2 separate regions of the Pan troglodytes genome follow, and region 2 is linked to region 1. A link is a contact called in public Hi-C data. All regions are on one chromosome and are shown on one strand. The core of a region is the stretch at or near the end of the contact, and the rest is flanking DNA. Distances in the headings are between cores, read along the strand shown. Region 1 holds the start of ZNF462 (zinc finger protein 462). Region 2 has its middle 570 kb from the start of ZNF462.

Region 1 (6,466 bases), core at 1,542-4,041:
AGAGAAAGCAAGACAGAAAGAGAGAAGGAAGACAATCTTCTCCTGCCACACAAAACGCCGGAGCACCAGGGGGTGCGCGAAGCCTTTCTAATAACAACAACAACGTGCAGCAGAGAGGAAGAAAAAAAAGAAAGAAAGAAAGAAATGAGGAAAAAGGCTAGGGGAAAAAAGAGGAAGAATTATCCAAGAGCTCGAGAAGAGCAGAAGGAGAAGCTGGAGGAGATGCTGAGGCTGCTGCTGCTGTTCCCCCTCCCCCCTGCTGAACCCCAGAAGGAGGCAAGGTGGTTGCAAAGTTAAGGCTGGGACATTGTCTTTGTCACTCAGAGCCAGGCCAGTGAGATGCAAGAGGAGGAGGTGGCGGCGGCAGAGGAGGAGGAGGTGGTGGTGGAGGAGGGGGAGGAAGAGGAGGAGAAGGAGGCAAAGGAGAAGGAGAAGGGGAAGAGGGAGATGAGATGAATAAAGACCTGCGGAGAAGGCGGTGCGAGGAGCGCGGCCGCCGGGCCGAGACGTGCGCGCTCGCGTCCCGGTGGCGCCCGGCAGCCCTGGCCCGCAGAGGAAGCCCCCGGTGAGGACCCTGCCCGGCAGCTCATAGCGCTCCCACCGTCAGCCCTGCCCGAGGCGCCGAGCCCGAGCCCCAGAGGGTCCCTTACTTGCATCCATCTAGAGGCCAACCTTTGCAAAGAACATACGTGGGGAACTGGAGGTTGCAAGTCTAAACCGAGATCAACCACGTGGGGCTTTTTAATCCCTTTCCAGCTTGCGGTGTGAGTATTTCCAGTGAAAAGCTCAAATTGTCCATTACTGGCACGTATTTTGAAGTCTTCTCTCCTGAAATAAAGGCTCATTGTGCGTTTTATTTCTTTCCTGATATGGAAGGTGGGGGGTGGAGGAGGAAAAGAGCCCATCATTCCGAGCTTCGGAACCACCACTTTCTTTTCCTAACTTGTGAAATGTTTTGACTGCGCACCAAAAGAAAAAAAGAAAGCCTGCTTAAATAACTTTACACCCTCCAGCCCCGCGTTGTTTGCACTTTCTGGCTGATCATCTAAAGGCTCGGAAAGTAACAATCAGCGCTCTTAATGATAAGGTGTCATGGTGTTGAAGACACGCGAGCCAAGATGAAGCTTTCACACCTTGAATTTTTATTTAGTGTAATCTCTCCCATATCATTCTGAACTATCTCTTTTGCAAAGGAGTGGTTCCCCCCCTCCACCACCAGGTCGAAAGTCTCCTACGGTTTTAATTGGACTGGGAGCGGTGGGGGTTGGGGGTGGGGGTTCTACAGTATCAAAAAAATCAATGCAGCAAGTGAGGAGCAATTGAAGTTCAAGGGCATGGGCTGATTGTACCATTTCTATTTCTCGGATCTTGGAGTTGGACATCAACAGCCTCAGGAGAAACGCGCAGCGCGCGGGGCAGAGACCTTAATTAAAGTTTCTTTTGTCCGCGTCTGAATTGGGGATGTTGCTGGATTCCTTTGCATTGAGGAGCGCGCATCCGGTGAAGGCGCGGTGTTAAGGATCCTGGGCAAGTCTGTCCTCTTTAAATACTCGCCCTTTCTCCTCCCTCCCCCCAAGCAACAGTCCGAGAAGATATATACCTATAAATCCATACAATAAAGGAAGAGGAGGAGACGCGCGCGGAGTTGGTTCCCATCCGATAGCGGGGCTTCATAAACAGATCTAAATCCTCATTTTCCAAGATTTTCCCGACCCTATATTCCTGAGCAGAATCTCTCACCCCGAGGCACGATTTCACCCACTTCCAGTCAACACTTCCTGCCCTTTTCTCCTCCCACTCACATTGAAAAGCTCGGGATCCCTAAAAGGGTGTTGATGGCGGGGGTGATAAATAAATAAATAAATGACACTCTACGCGTGCGGTGGAGAAGAAAGGAGGGGGAGGGAGAGGAAAGGCGAGGAGAGGGAAGAGAAGTAAGGAGACGAGAACAAGGCGCAGAAAGGACAGAGGCGAAAGGGGAACGGGAGTCACCGAGAAGAGAAAGAAGAAAGGAGAGAGGAGGAGGACGCTGAGGCTGTTCGGGATTGAAATGATCCCGGCTTTGTGCGGCTTTGGGAGGACTCCCCCTTCCGAGTGCCCGGAGGGACCTAGGGAAGTCCTCCTGCCCCGAGCTCCTCCCCACCGGGACCCGGGGGGTGTCTGAGCGCTGGCCGCCGCCACCCCATAAATTCCTCGTGGCAACCGGAGGAAGCGCGCCAGGTCTCCGCCGTCCCTCCACTGTCCCGGCTGATAATTTACCTCTTTGTCTTTAATAAAAAGCTGACTTTTTCTGTCAAGCTCTGCACCGGGAAAATAACAATCGTATTTCAGGTTGAAAGCTCCTATTACTGCTGGGTTTTGGAGGCTGCGATAAAATCTTCATCGACGTGAAGGTACCCTCTGGGTTGGCTTGGGTCGTAAGTCCTAAGATGGGGGCCGTCCTTCCCTGGGGGCAGGGACGTAGGGAACCAGGCGGTGGGGAGGGAGAAAGGAGCGACGAGGTCAGAGGAAACCTTGGGTTTCCAAGGCTCCTGGGGCACCAAAGGGCTTCCCGCAGTCGGGGAATTGAGCCCTGGGGAGGAGCCTTTTGCGAGAACGTGAGCGCGCCGCAACACGCCTCAGACCTCGTAAACCCACTTGGCAAAGACCGGGGAAGCGGCTGGCGGACCGACTGCGGTGAACTCAAGAAATTAACCTGCGCTGCAATTAAACGGGCTGCCGCCCTTTCACACTCACCTCGAGCGACCGAGATAGAGAAAGCTCCCGAACCGGCCGCGGGGGGACCTGGCTCCACCCTCCCGTCCCGGGAGAAGAGGACAAAAAGGGGAGATGGACTTGGAGTAGCCCCGCCCTTCACAGCGCTCCAATCCTTGGAAACCAAACCTCCTCTCCAAGCCTCCACGTCTAGAAGGGACAAAGGCAGCGAGGAGATCCAGAGACCGACGGGGAGATGGTGGCTTTCAGGCTTCTGGTGTGGGTGCATGGGGGAAAGGTACAATGGTTAAGTTTCCATCCCAAATACGGCACCACACGATGGTCTTGAGAAGACACACTCGGTCTTCTGGTTTAGAAGCAAATTGACTTCCTGAAGCTGTGAAGCGAACTATCGCAAAACTCTCTTGCTTCTTGAATGTGGGGACGATACAAATTCAATTAATGATGCCATACACGTAATCTTTTCGACTTTTTAGAAGTCACAAACGCTTTAACTCTCCAATGAAAATAATTGAAAGAGGTTAAACATAAGGGGAATGGGCTTTTTTTTTTCTTGTTTTTATTTGGGACAATTTTTCAAATGATAAAACTGTATAAATAGAAGCTGGGTCAGTCAAGGAAAGCGCCGTGGCTGAAGATTTTCGTAAAAACCTTAGTAAACGTGGCATTTAAGTAACTAATTATGCTTTGCCATTAGCAGACCATTAAGATAAACAGGAGAAAGTTCACACCTCCTGCTATTTCGTTCCCTAAGAATAGTCACAAAGATAATACCAGGCTAGTTGGTGGGTTATTTTCTCCATTAGGAGGGTTAATGTTTAAATTTGTTAATTAAAATACAAAAAATTTGGTTTCCTACACAGCCAACGTTGTGAGGGAAGTCTCACGGGGACATCCTGACTCCTTGAAATTTACCTTTTGTTACTTTATCCTGTGGCATTATCCCCTGGAGTCATATAGGGTTTCAAGACTGTTAATGTTGCAGGGAATGTGAGTGAATATGTTAGAAGTCTGGACTTTCTTCTCCCTTATCATAGGTGACTGGCATACACACTCCTCATAAAGAGAAGTTATGGCTCATCAAAAGAGTGACTTTATGAGCATTAATAGAATAATAAATCTTGTACTTTTAGTTCAAGAAACAGTGAAGTCCTATAATCAGAGTGACCCACGCAAATATGATCCATTCACTTGCCCAACTCTTAACAGGATACGGATAGTCTATAAATCATTTTAGTTTTTAAAACCTTAAAAAAGGAAGGCACCCAAATCTCCCAAAGGAAGGTGTTTATGGGGGGAAAGGGACTTCTAGCAAACCTGCAGGAAGAGATCATGGAAAAACGAACAGTCGGTCCAGAAGCTGAATTAGATAGAATTTCCACCGAAACAAGAATGGATAGATGTTCTAATGTCATTGTTTCAGTATTTATGTTCTATCATTTAAAAAGAGAAAAGTCTTCCTGCTTCCTGAAAGCTATCCAAAAAAAAAAAAAATCCAGTTGATAGCCCCGTTTTCTAAATTCCAGCTGGAAAACTATTCAAGTTGATGATTTTAGCAAAAGAAAGAGTAGGTGAATACAATATGGCTTTTTAACCACATTTTACACATCTCTTTGTGGTATTTCCCTGCCTATGTGAAACTTCCTTTCTATGCAATGCAATGTAGTCTTTTTACTAGTTGAGTTTGCTTGTGATTTTTCAATGAGTTATCTATTTTGAATTCTTGTGATCTTTACTCGTTGGAAATTACTCAGTCTTCAAAAAGTTTTTCTTAAAACTTCAAATTGGATAATTATGGACCTTCCAAATATCAAAAAAGTGAAGTCACTAGCACACCTTCTTTCTAATTTCTTACAGAAAAATCAATATGTTGTCATAAACCCATATTTAAACATATATAACTAGGTAACTAGTGTCCATGCCTAGGGAAAAGTGACTAACAGAAGACAAAGGTGGATGATTCATGATTCTGAACAGCTTTCAAAGGAAGAGACACTGCAATAACTTATATTAAACTTACTCCATATGAATCTTTGTATATATGCCTTTGGATACCAAAGATGTTTCAATAGTGATATTCTAAAATTCAAAAGAAAGTCTTTCTTCCATAGGTAGTAGTTAAATTTACAGTTCTATCAAACTAGTTATTGTAATATGTAATGTGTAATTTCATTCAATCATTGAGTATTTGTTTAGCATCTGTATTATGCCATCTCAGAACTGAGTACTAGGGATACGAAGATGAATAACTGAAATGAGTCAAATTTTTGATGCATGATCAACCACTAGCTTCTATATAACATTACTTGGATATAAAACTTCAGATTTTTTACTCAAAAGCAATACCAGGATTTGGCCTATGATGAAACTATAATTAATTTGAATATTTCTGTTCTCACAATGAAGCTATTAAGGAGTAATATTTTGTCAAAATAAAATTTTTGGAGTTCGTTGTAAAGCCAATGTGTTGGCTTAACTCATAATTTAACATGAAATTCTCCCTCAAAGAGATATTTTATTTTATTTTATTTTATTTTAGATGGAGTCTTGCTCTGTCGCCCCAGCTGGAGTGCAGTGGTGCTATCTTGGCTGACTGTAACCTCTACCTCCCGGGTTCAAGGATTCTCCTGCCTCAGCCTCCCAAGTAGCTGGGACTACAGACATGCACCACCACACCCAGCTAGTTTTTGTATTTTTAGTAGAGACGGGGTTTCACTATGTTGGCCAGGCTAGTCCCAAACTCCCAACCTCAAGTGATCCGCCCACGTCAGCCTCCCAAAGTGCTAGGATTACAGGCCTGAGGCACCTCGCCTAGCCAATCTTTTTAAAAGTGCAAAATAACAACCTTAGATCAACTAGGGTTAGATTAACCAAATTCTGAAGACAAGACTCAAGTGAAAGATTGCCCATTTGTTGAAGCATCACTTCCAGCAGAAAGACCAGCATTTCCAGGTTCTTACTATTTGTTCTCTATCTGAAGCTTAGAGAAAGGAAGTGATTTATTCAGGAACGCAGAGCTGGTAAGGAGCAGTCAGCCCTATAGTCTACACTTCAATGGTAGTTTCTCCAAAGTTATCATTCTCATATCATATTCAAGATTTCTTCTTATTCTTTTTCTTTTTTTGGGGGGATATATTTTCACGTAACTTGGTCCTGTTATTTAATTAATATACATTTTTAAGGTCAACTTTAAAAATTTTTTAACTTCATCATAAGCAATAATATTCACAAATCACAGCTCTGATGGGCTATTTATACATTTTCAATGCATATCAAAATACATACACTGTTATCAAAATTGAAAGAAAGATTTTTGGAGTAAAAAATGTCTGATCGTATACTTGCTAAACTGTATGCTAATGGTAAGGAGTGAGAAAGATGGGGAGGAAAGTGTTGTTACAATTTGTGTTTGTGTGTGTGTGTACAAACATGAATCACTTTTATAATTTAAAAAATTTTACAGAAAAAATTATGTGGCATAGTAGTGGTTAGTATATCTCCAAATTAAGTCATTCCTTTGTATATTCTTAATAGGAAATAAAAATTAGCATGAATCTTTTTTAGAGCAATTTAACAATATACATTTAAAGTCTTTAAATGTTCACACTTTAGTGCCCTTAATTCCTATGCTTAGAATCTACCTTAACAGAAATGAAAAAAAATATATATATATATATATAAGAAATGATAAAGTAAGTAATCAAAAATAAGTGATTAAGATAAGAGGACTAGTTAGGTAGATAATAATCTA
Region 2 (6,466 bases), core at 1,944-4,443, 570 kb after region 1:
GCCAACTGAAGAACCATGTGTTTTTTCCTATTGTGGTAAAATATGCATCACACGAAATTTATCACCTTAACCATTTTTAAGTATACAGTTCAATGGCATGAAGTATATTCACGTTGTGGTGTGCCCATTACCACCATCCATCACCATAACTTTTGCATCATCCCAAACTGAAATTCTATACCACTAAACACTAGCTTCCTATTCCCTCCTGTCTCCAGTCCCTGGAAATCATCTTTTTTTTTTCTCTGTCTTGCTCCCTCTTTTGTAAAGACTTTATTTCTTTAGAGCAGTTTTACGTTCGCAGTAAAATTGGGAGGAAGGTACAGAGATTGCCCACATATCCATGTCCCCACACATGCACAGTCTCCCCTATTATCAACATCCCCACCAGAGTGGCACATTTGTTAAAATTGATGAACCTATGGTAACCTACCATTATCAATGAAAGTCCATAATTTACATTTGGGTTCACGCTTGCTATTGTACATTCTATGGGTTTGGACAAATGTATAGTGATATGTATACATCAGTGTAGTGTCTATACAGAGTATTTTCACTGCCCTAAAAGCCGATACCTAATTTTGACATAAAACATATTCTTTATTCTTTCCTCCAGTTTCATGTTATCTGCATCCTTAACAAAAAGTATTTACCTAAGTCTGATAAAATTATTGGCCTGGGCAGGACCAAGGCCCTTAAGGTTTACTGAGTCCCCAGGAGTCTCCCCCCAGTAGCTATTGCAACACTCATTGGGTACTAACCATTATACATCCACCAAATAGAAAACTGTCAAGCCCTATTTTCATCTTTGAGATTTTACAAAGCTGAAACATGCTACTAGGTAAGAAATAGATTTCACCTAGCTCACATATACTACTCTTGTAACTATAGGATTTCATAAATGGCAAAGATTCTATTCACAAGATGAAATGAAGGTGATAGGTCTTAATTTGTTAAGGATGGTGAGCTAACCCTCAAAGATCACCATATCTTTTTTAATTGCTCAAACATTTTCTTTTTTTATTGACCTATGTAAGAATCAAAAGCTTCTTCAAGTGTTGTAAAGCTTTTGGAAGTCAAGCTATTGGCTCGGCCACCTGCCAGCCATGGCTCTCCACACTCCTCAAACATGGCTGACAGTGCCACAGCCATCTAATCCACAGCCTCTCTCAGCTGTCAAGCAGTCCTGACATTCCATCTGGACAGAGGGCTCCATCTCCTTTACAGAAAGGTAACACTCCCTGGGAATCATGTTGCCTTGGATTTCCATATCCTCCCCTTCATGTTAGTTCTTCTCTTTCTTGCCTGTTTTTTTGCTGATCTGAGGAGAAGTTGAAAGAGGCATTTTATAATTTATTCAGTTGACAATGGACACCTTGCTCTTTAAGAAAAAACAAACAAAAGGCTGAGGCAAGAGAATCACTTGAACCCAGGAGGCTGAGGTTGCAGTGAGCCAAGATCGTGCCATTTTACTCCAGCCTGGGCAACGGAGTGAGGCTACGTCTCAAAACAAACAAAGAGAAGAATAAATGGCACCAAATGTAATGTAAGGCCCATCAACTCATGGAGCCTAGAGGAACTTATGTGAGTGAGAAGATAGAAAGGGAAACATATTTTTATAGAGAGTACTTTTATTTGCAGGAAGTTCCCTCTATAGTTGGTGAACCTGTCAACGTAACAAGAAGGGTGGAGGTTGTCCCTCTCAAGATGATCTGAGGGACAATGGTGAGCAACCAGGTAGCTGACGCAGTATGAGGAGACTGTCTTCCATGCCACTGCCTCCTCAGAAGAGTCTGCCCAGTTCATCTGTCAGTTCAGCAGCGGCGCTGTCTGTGATGGTTAGACACCTGGCGGTAAGTCAATACGTTCCCCTTGAGACAAGGAAAATTCCGCAGGTCAGACTTGCTAAGCAAGTAGACTACAAAAAGCACTGACTGTATACAAATGCTGTAGTAAATTAAGATAATGACATTGGCTGTTTATGGTAGATAAAACATAAATCTGTAATAGAAGCATCTAGGAGATCCCAGCACCCAGTGTATCAACATCAGAAAGAGCAGTTATGATTGCTGTCAAGGAAAAAAAAAAAAAATCCAGGGCCTCACTAACATTTAGAGATATAAAGCTTTCATATCCTTCAGCCTTCTTTCCTTTGTGATTTCCACAGGATTTTCATTTCCAGAGATATTATACTACTTGCTTTCAAAGGAATTCAATATTTTCATTCAGAAAAGTAATTTCACAGGAAAGTAACACAGAGTGATGTCCTGGGTATTCATTTTCAGAGCCAATCTTACAAAGTCAATTTGTGCTGCAAGGAGCTGGGGCGACATGAAAAGGTACAGATCCTGTGTATTTGGGTTTCTTCTTTCCCATTCCCCACTTTCAGGATGCTTGGACACCCCGTAAGCATTTGAAAAGAATTATCTGGCGTTAAAAACAAAACACGCTGCCAACTCCCTTAATAACATCACCCGGTATAAACCAAAGACATGGCTCCTGAGCCCGGGACTAGATTGTGGCTTCATCCCTTCTGCCCTGTAGTAAAAGTCCTATTGCTGTAACCATCACAATCACTCCGTTTATTTTCTGCACGTTGTTTGAGAAATTGGAGGAGAAAGCAGCAAGTCTAAGGTGAAAGATGAGGAGATGAGTTACTTGCTTAGGTACTTCTGTGCAGATAAAAAGCTAATCCTGATAAAAACCAAAGCTGAAATCCTTCCAACCCACATAAAGTCAAGGTCAGACAACATTAACCAATCAAGTCGGACGCTGACCGATTTTTTGTAGTGAACCAAAGACCGACAGGGAGACAGAGGTAGCCAGAGAAAGGATGCGAGGGGAAAGGAGTGGAGAAAGAAAGACGAAAGCACCCAGATAGAGATGCACAGATGGACTGACAGAGCGAAGGAGAGACAGAGATGGGGGTGCTGGGAAGAAGTAGCTCCTTTTTCTATTCCTGTTTCTCGACAAATTTCAGGATCAAAAGGCATAAAAAATCTTCAAGTTTTTCATCAGGCATTTGGGGTGACTGAAGAACAAGGTCCAGCTGCCAATGGGTGTTTTCCCTAGGGTTTCTGAATCAGCCACATGCCCTAACCTTGAGGACAACATTGTTTATTCCTGGTGGAAAGATAAGCCAGCCAGCCCCGGCCCCACCCCCCAAGCAAAGCAGAGTGGGCATTGCCGGTGAACAAAGAAAGAGTGCTGTACAGCAACAAGCATTTGGTTTTGATTAGAGGATATTCAGGGACTGTGCAAGTTCTATTAAAATAAGCACAAAACCATTTTAAAGGGCTTTTTCTTTTCTTTCTCTTTCCCCCCTCGGTTTATATTGTTAATCTTTCTTCCTGGACGGCTCCTCACAAATGCCTTTTGTTTTCTTGTGTGATTCTACGTGCCAGGACTCTAAGAAGGGAAGGCAAGGTCCTGTTCTGGCATGCTTTCAAGTCTCTTCCATAGGAGATGAAGGCTTGTTGCTGTGCCTTCAAGGGTATAAATTTAGAGGCCGCCAAACCGTCCGGAGGTAATTCAAATGCTGGTAAATGTTGGAATCCACCCTGGCCCCTGCTCATGTGAATACCCTGGCACTAACCCCACTCAGAGGAAACGAAACCAATTTGGGAAAGCGAAGAGAGAATAAACATGCAATTAAAATGGCCACTTCTCCTGGTTTCTTCCTTTAGTTCTTTTTTTAACACTGCATCCCATTCTATAATCTGATGATGAAATGGGCCTGGTTAATTATAACAACATACAAAAGATCGCTGTCTTTTCCCCACAGTGACTATGCTAGCTTTGAATTTTTTTTTTTTTTTTTTTTTTTTTTTTTTTTTTGGTGAGGGGTATGAGCAAGGGGGAGAGAGGTGGATAAACTTCAAGTAAAGCCGTCATTTTGGAAGAGCCACTATTTTTATACTGTTTGCAAACCCTTCACCAGAGTGAACATTACAGAAACGGCACTTCCCTTTCCATTTATCTATCTTCCTCCTTTATACATAGATAGACAAATAAAAATGAATCTTTCCAGAGGCAGCATGCATGCCACTTCTATATATTCTTCAGATGGCTTATTTTTATTCAGCTTAAAGCATAACCTATCATTTTTATTCAAGATTCCATCCAGCCTCTCTCTCTCTCTCCAAGCAAGTCTTCAAGAAGCCCTGCTGCCCTGCTTTGTTCCAGAGACTCTGCTAAAGGCCAAAAGATGGAGATAGCACACCCATCTGGTTTGTTTTCACATCCTCAGAGAAGGGGTTGAGAGAGCCCCCTCCAGTGGAAGGAACAAGGTGGTTGGGAATCAGCATTACCAATCTTCTCTTTGTTTGTTTGTGATTAGCTTCTTGTGCTCATCTCAGAAAGACTCTCAATATCCATGGGGAAATAATACCACAAAAGGAAGCTCACCCAGCAAATGGGAGAATGGTTGTCAGTGCTTTGAAATCCTTACACTGAAAGATTCCATTTTGGTGTCAAAAAAAAATAAGCATCTCACTTCTCCCTTCATCCTTTTTTCCTATTCCCCTTTCCCCCTCTACTTAATTCTACACAGTGTGTGAATTTTATATGCATCAACCTGAAAGCATCTGCTAGAAGATAACAGCCAACCTGTATATGAAATAGGAATAGATTCCATGTCAGAGCAAAATTAAGACCTTGACGCCTCATCGTTTTCATAATCTTAACATCATGTTTGGTGAATAAATACCACAGGAATACGAAATAGCAGTTGAGAAAAAAAATGAATATTGAAATTTTTAAAATGGCCAGTGTCCAAAATAGTAATATTCACAGGGAAGTGTTTTGACATCTGAGATCACCTCCATTTTCTTTAGAGCTGAGCATGCTTGATTTGGTAGGACTGATTTGAACAGACACATTATTACAATGGATTTCAAATGGCTCTCCTCTTTTTTACCCCCTCAATTTCTACAATTACCCATCACTCCAATTTCAGAAGAAAAGCTTAAAGCACAAAATTTAAAGTCAGATGATCTGGGGCTAGAATCCTTGTTTTGTCACTCTCCAAATGAGTAGATTTGGGAACCTGAATTAATCTTTCTGAGCTTCGGTTGACAGCTATAAAGTTGGGGGAAACTAACAGACCCATTCTTACAGAGTAGTAGTCAGTGTTTAATAATAATATACATTTTTAGATGACTTATAAAGTCATGATAATTATTATAGCTAATACTGCATACTTAAAAATGTATCACTCATAGTTTTGACAGTTTCACACATATTAGCTTATTCACTATGAGATAGGGTTATTGGGAAAATTAGATAAGCTAATTCATGTAAATGAAGTAATACATTTAGGCCTAGCACATGGTAATGGAATTATTATTAGGCCTTTTACACAGATGAGGAAACTGAGGCAAAGGGAGGTTAAGTGACTTACTCAATATTTCAGATTTAGGAAACAGAAGAACCAATATTCTAACAGACCAGGCTGGCCCCAAAGCCTATAATTTTAATCACTGTACTATATGTTCAAGCTCTTTGAGCTCTTTATAAAGTATAAAATATAATATATAAATATATTTTATACATGTGTATGCAAACACACACACAGTTAATTTCCCATATTAAAACATAAAATACTCAGATTAAGTTTCCACCACCCAGTCCAACCCCACAAGTAAGGAATGAACATTGCAACTGGGGACTGGCCTGATTTATATTCTGAAATCTTCATATTCTCATCTCAGTACCCTTCCTGCACATATTTTCCTTTCTGGCTGATGGGGGTTATTCAGCTGGGCTTTGTGTGAGTTACAAAGCTGCAACAATTACATGAGGGAGTCCAGGAGCATGTTAACCACAAAAAAAAAAAAACAGTTGTCATAAACACTGTGCATCTTATGCAGTGCTTCAGTCTTTACGTAAGATTAATTAAAGAGCAGATGTTCCGTCATACCCTGCGTTAGGTATGGTTATCTTTGAGATTCCAGCTTCTCCATTTGCTGGGTTTTAATTTGCATCATTATGCATTTTGAGCCTGGGGCACGAGTAGTCAAGTGGTAAACATTAGCTATACTGCACTGTATTTCCAAATGCACCTTCATTATTAGGCTGACTAATAGAATTCAATTCTATTTTCAGCCGAATCCTCTCAATTTTCATTTGCTTTTGACATGTTACATGGCAGAAGGAAAGAGAAGGGAAAATGAAGGAGACAGAGGCAGCTACAGCACTCTTTGTGCATAGGCCTCCCATCAGCAAGAGAGCCCCCTCCTGATGGGTTTTGACCATGCACCAGCATCGCCTTCCTTTTCCACATAGCTGCGACAATCCTAAAATTTATCCTCTCATCCTCATGTTAGAGGTTGACACTCCAAATAGGGCAAGATGTCTTTGCTTTTGTTGTTAAAAATTGGAGGCACCTAAGTGTATTCTGATTTTCTAAAGGCAACTACTGAAAATTGATGTCAGAAAACTTTTCAGGCCATGATCAAAGTCTGAT

The links. A called contact is a pair of places that touch in the nucleus more often than the background predicts.
Region 2: a Hi-C map of stem cell-derived neural progenitor cells shows a contact between it and region 1, with 7 times the contacts expected there. The contact joins the enhancer-like site here to the promoter of ZNF462 in region 1. A contact is called at or near these places in 1 of 7 Hi-C or Micro-C datasets (stem cell-derived neural progenitor cells) and 1 of 1 datasets of contacts at active chromatin or transcription factors (stem cell-derived excitatory neurons).

What each region holds. Positions count from the first base shown.
Region 1 is chr11:31,589,861-31,596,326 of NHGRI_mPanTro3-v2.0_pri, forward strand. It overlaps ZNF462 (zinc finger protein 462), which reads right to left and starts at 2,792. Exons shown (of 13, transcript XM_016961387.4): 1 at 2,737-2,792. It overlaps LOC104007972, which reads left to right and starts at 2,430. Exons shown (of 1, transcript XM_054658935.2): 1 at 2,430-6,466. The coding sequence starts at 2,430. The coding sequence ends at 3,005.
Region 2 is chr11:32,161,763-32,168,228 of NHGRI_mPanTro3-v2.0_pri, forward strand. No RefSeq gene overlaps it. Among named protein-coding and RNA genes, the nearest start is that of ZNF462, 570 kb to the left of the region's middle. Within about 2 kb of position 3,194, at least 9 of the 24 cell types and tissues checked have an H3K27ac peak or open chromatin away from gene starts, as enhancers often do. A contact at or near this core is called in stem cell-derived neural progenitor cells, where this site is marked.